Regions from separate parts of the Zea mays genome. Here region 2 is linked to region 1. Evidence: chromatin contacts called from public Hi-C data. All regions are on one chromosome and are shown on one strand. Each heading gives the region's core, a stretch centred on a gene start, on an enhancer-like site or on the middle of the called end of the contact. The rest is flanking DNA. Distances are from core to core; before and after follow the strand shown.

The links. A called contact is a pair of places that touch in the nucleus more often than the background predicts.
Region 2: a contact with region 1 is called in a Hi-C map of leaf, with 6 times the contacts expected there. The contact joins the promoter of LOC100283696 here to the promoter of LOC100275628 in region 1. A contact is called at or near these places in 3 of 25 Hi-C or Micro-C datasets (ear, leaf and tassel).

The regions. Positions count from the first base shown.
Region 1 is chr1:304,922,793-304,925,492 of Zm-B73-REFERENCE-NAM-5.0, forward strand. It overlaps LOC100275628 (Arginine decarboxylase), which reads right to left and starts at 1,397. Exons shown (of 3, transcript NR_158547.1): 1 at 1,285-1,397; 2 at 1-477.
Region 2 is chr1:305,079,898-305,082,653 of Zm-B73-REFERENCE-NAM-5.0, forward strand. LOC100283696 (nuf2 family protein) reads left to right here and starts at 1,354. Exons shown (of 10, transcript NM_001156597.3): 1 at 1,354-1,602; 2 at 1,692-2,004; 3 at 2,151-2,330. The coding sequence starts at 1,436.

The sequences.
Region 1 (2,700 bases), core at 147-2,646:
TTAGGCACCACACCAGACAAGACCAGCGCAGAGATCACTGAAAGGTGGCAGTTCCGTGGCACAATGAGGTAGTCGCCAGGAGAACAGGTAGCCATCACTGAGGCCTGGATTCCACAGGTCGTTCCGTTGACAAGGAACCAAGTTTTAGATGACCCAAACAGTTGAGCTGCTCGCCTCTGGGCATCTAGAATCACACCTTTTGGGGAGAAGAGATCATCGAGCTCGGGTAGCTCGGGCAAGTCATGCAGAAATGCCCCTGAGCCAATGAGTTTCGACAAGGAAGATGGAGCAGCTTTTCCTCTGTTGTGTCCTGGGAAGTGAAAGCAGGAAACATCTTGTCTGGCAGTTAATTGCAGTGCACAGACCAGAGGGGCAGTACAATCTTGAACAAGCCCCGAGGATCCAGATGATGAAGGTCCAGTTCCAGATATTGCTGGTGTGCTCGATGCAGTGCCACACTGAACAACAGCACTTCGTCTGGAAGACTCCTAGGAGGCAGGAAATTTTATAGTCACATAGAACACAATAAATAGTTCAAATGAACATAAAAATAAGTTTATGTTCATTTTCCAGAGTTAATGATACTAAGAAGATATTCATATTCTAGTCATGGGATATTCTTGCAGAGAAACTTTTTTTAAAACGCGAATGGCAGGAGCTCTGCTTATATTTACAAGTGAACGAGACGTAATCATTCTTGCAGACAAACTAAAGAGCATATGTTAAATAAAATTTGTGTTCAAAGGGGGAATAAGATACTAATGAAATAAATCTACTGTAAAGTGTCACCATTCACGCACTAAAACTGAACACAGACACAGCATACACTCAATGAGATTGGAACGGCAGTCATAGCTTCAGGAGAGAATGTGAAGGTACCCGTATAGTTTGGGGCCACACTTAAAAGTTAAATGGCCAAATTCGTTATTAGCTCTCCGATTGACACAATCAAAAATCCATAATAGGAACAGTAAACCCACGAACTCGAGGTGCTTTGGTGGTTCACAATCTAAGGACAGCTTCAGAGCAATTCCACAAACAAGTTGTGGGAGTTCCGTCGGCAATCCTTCAACTTCAAGGACGCTCCCCGAAACCACCGATTCTAGAGTTGGACACGCGGAACGGAAACACCACCGCGCATCACCACGAAACCCCACTGAAAATCTAGAGTACTGGGAACGAACAAGAACTGGCGGGTTCCAGAATAAACTACTAAAATCATTCATGAGGACGAAGGCAATGGCAGCCAGGTGCAGAGCCGGTTCTGAGCAGGAGGACATTTACCCAGTCCGGCGGGGGCAACACGCGAAGGTGACGGGAGGGCAGCTGCCGGCAACGCAGCGAGCCATGACTGGTCACTGGTGACTGCTGCGCCCTGCTTCCCTCAGACGGCGAGCTGGACGGAGGGGAAGGGGACCCGATTGTGGTGCTGGGCAGCTGGGGATAACGTTCCCTGATCGATGCAAACTTGGCCCGGCCCAACTTTATGGAATTCTAGAGCCCATGTTTCCGTTGGAAGTGGAGAATTCAGTGAACGGAACGGCCGTTTGGATTCTTTTATTTTAAATGAATTAGAATATATATGTATGATGGATTAAGCTATTTGGTTTAAAAATCAATATTTTATATTTTTAAACAAAATAAATATAATTTGTCTTAAATTAATAGAAACTGAAAAATAAAAAATAATTCTATAGATCCTCATATTATATGTTTAATCTATAATCTACAGCACGTTTTTAGCTCAGTTCCGTACATTAACTCCATGGATTAGTTGCTACTACACGTTGTCTGACGGTCTTTGTTATTTCATCTCGACTAGTTTGCCAAGAACAGATTACTGGCTGGCAGCTTAATTTGGTATGTTTAGCCTCATTGATACTGCTCTGACTCATTTAAAAATGGCTTTAGTTCTGACTCCTCTATAGGAGCAGCTTCTCCACAAGAGTCACTGTTTTTTTGTTTGCAAATCGTTTGGCAATGCGGTTCCTCTATTTTTTTATTTGGCGTATGACTCAAATGCGTGCACTAACCTTGTTCAAACAATTGCACAAACCATCCTTGTAAAGAGGATGGGTATGTCCTACTTAATGATGATCATTGGTACATTGTGTTAGGATTTATGAGCTAGACCCAATTGAGAAATTCAAATAAATCTCAGGAAAATCTCAAAAGCCCATTTAAGTGTATGGCTAGGGAATGGTGGAACCAATAGCACCATATTGCTAGCTCTAGTGGAGTAGAGCTAGTTTAAATATGGAAGCCACACTCACTCACCAAGTCATGGATGAGAGGAGAGAGTGTGGAGAGCTACACGCGCGTGCTCGCCTAGGCGGGGCGAAGGGCGCGGGCGCACGACATGCGCGTGAATGGTTTGCCAAAATCCGGCCCCTCGCTTTGTGGGGGCGCGACCTCCTTTTGCCGTTTGAATTTTTGGTTGCTTGGCTGTTAAGTTTAGAATCCTAACTGAACGCGAGATTTTCGCGGGCGGATAAGATTGAAGAGAGCTATCTGGTCGCGGACTCGGCCCTATAAAAGGCGCCTGGCAGCCAGCATCCAATTCATCCCAGTTTTCGCTTTCGCCTCTCTTCACAGCTGAGCCGCCTTCCAGTTCTCTTCATCCCGACCGCAGACGTGCATCTGCGATCAGGAGAGTAGGTCTCCAGAACCCTTTGTCTTCTAGATCCTGCACTGGGAGAG
Region 2 (2,756 bases), core at 104-2,603, 160 kb after region 1:
TCTCGCGCCGACCCATCTGGGCTGGGGCACGCGACGACAGTTTACTCGTCGGTCCAGGGACCCCCGGGGTCGAAACGCCGATAAAAAAGATAAAAATATTTATGAACTCATACCCTACAAACAAAGGGGGCTTCCCTTTTTTCACCTTCCTTCTTTCACTCATATTCACCTGCATGGATACGGTTCTGTCTCCGTTTAGATATAAACTCGAGATTAGGGCTGGGCAAAATACTCGTAGCTCGTGAGCTCGCTCGACTCGTGGCCAGCTCGGCTCGGCTCGACTCGGCTCGTTTCAATTTTATCACGAGCTGAGCTAACATCTCAGCTCGGTTCGTTAACGAGCCAGCTCGACACGAGCTCGAGCCAGCTCGTTAGCTCGAATGAGCTAACATTTATCTATAAAACAAAGCATATACTTGCATTGGATGAATTAATAAGTGATGAACTATGTTAGTTTAGGGTTTAAATGATGTGATATATAAAATTATGAGTATTGTTAGTCCTTTCTAGTGTTAAATTAGTATGAAATTAACTAGCAATCGATTATATTGTTGTATATATACATGTATAATATTTTTTGTTCTGGCTCGCGAGCTAAACGAGCCAGCTCGAGCTCGCAAACGAGCCGAGCCGAGCTGGTTCTCTGGCTCGGTTGCTTAACGAGCCGAGCCGAGCCAGCTCGTTTCCTTAACGAGCCAGCTCGAGCTCGGCCGAGCCGAGCCGAGCTGGCTCGATATCCACCCCTACTCGAGATGGAGTTCCCACTATTTTTTTTTCTTGCATCGGGAAATTGGTTCTGTTACACCACATTGGTTGATCTCGTAGCTAGTACAAGAACACCATGTGGTACCATAACAATCAGTTCTTTGAATGGAATCGTGGTCACCGAATTAGATAAAAAACTTGTCATTTTATTGTTTTAAAATTTTATGAACTTTGTTTAGTTTATGCAGTATTATTTTTTGAACTAGCTATATATATTTAACGTTTTTCTTATTTTGTGTACGCTAGTTGAATTAAAAATCGTGTTTCGTTGTGCATCGAGTTTCTAAAAAATGATGTGGCGGTAGGCTGCGGGCTGTGCAATCGAAAGTTCTGATAGATAAAAATGACACATACCGAACGATAAACCCTAATGCAACATCTTATCTTATGTCTTCGTTTGACCGGCTCGCCTTATTCATGGGCTCCGCAAGATTTCAGTGGTGAGCTGGTTTCCTAGCAGTGGCCAGACACTATGCCTGGGCCGTCTTGCGAAACGAAACCAACACTTGGTTCTGGGCCCAAAGCCTAAGGCCCTAATCCAGTTCTTGTTCCTTCCAATTTTTCCAGCGCCGGGCGGGCGGGAAGACGAAAACCCAACGTCGCCGCCTGCGAAAGGGGAAAACCCATCCGATTTCGATTCGATTTGCCGGCGGTGCCCGCGGCGGAGAGGATGGCGAGCTCCTTCTCCTTCCCGCTGATGAATCCGGCGGACATTGCGGAGGCGCTGCACAGCTACTGCATCGCGCCCAGCCCCGGCCTCCGCGCCGAGCACATCGTCACCCCGCAGCCCGGCCTCGTCGCCGAGGTCCTCGCCCTCTTCCTCGCCAACTTCGTCGGGTACGCCTTCGCCCCCGCTCCCCATAGCTGTCCTCGTATCACTCTCACCTGGGTTTGCTTTGGGGGGGCGGGCATTTTGCTTGCTGCAGCGACGACGAGCCCGACGAGCAGCTAGAGTTTCAGGCGCTGCAGGCGATCGACAACCCGGAGCACCACATGCGCGCCATAGCGCTCTCGCGCCTCTACCGGAGGGCCAACGCCTTCCTCCACTCCATCCTCTTCCGGGACCTCACGCTCCGCGACCTTCTCCGCGCCGACGGCCGCCGTGTCGTCTACATCCTCAGCGCCATAATCAACTTCCTCCACTACAGGCAAGATAAGCTCAGCTTTCTTGAGCCCATCGTCCAAGAGTACAGCCCCCTTCAGGAACGGCACACGGAGCTCAGGGCTAAGATCGCCGAGGTCTCGTGCCCATACTTGTTCTTCACAATTTTCTGCATTCTGTCCGGGGAAAGGCTTAAATTCTCTATCTCTCACTCACTCACTCGCTCATTCTGTGTTTTTGTTTTTTCCTTGCGGGTTTCACCCCCGTTTTCCACCTTCTGCAGCTTCGGAACGCAAAAGAAGACCATCTACTTAAGGAGCAGATGGAGGCGCCCGTGGTCCAGCAACTCGAGAAGGAGGTCAATGCCCTCAAACAGAGGCTTCGTGAATACAACAAAGAGCAGCTGTCGCTGCGCGTTGCAACAAAAGCCATAGACGAAAAGAAACAGGAGTTACTCGGCAAGGTGCGGATCCTGTCTTGCGTTGCCTTTTTTCCCTTTCGTTTGATTAGAACGGTGCTTGTGCTTTTTCCTCGATATGTTTTTATTCTTATGTTCTGTGTGATCGATGCAAAACAGGGATTCACAAACATATGCTTTGTATGTAGGCTTGTGTTTACATGTCAACTTTGAACCTCCTGCATATTTTGGCAGTTGTCAACAATCCTGGCACTACTGCCTTGCTGTCTGAGCATCTCCACCAGCTCTCTTATATTGCATCTCCTATAAGTTGTTTTAGCAGATTACCTGTCTCCTATATTTATGTAGGGATAGGGGAGAAGGGGTTGTCTTCTTAGGACATCTGCTGGAGCACCTCTATATACTAAAATGATACTTTTTAGCTATACGGGATATGATAGGATATCTTGTGGAGATGCAAAGCTACAATAC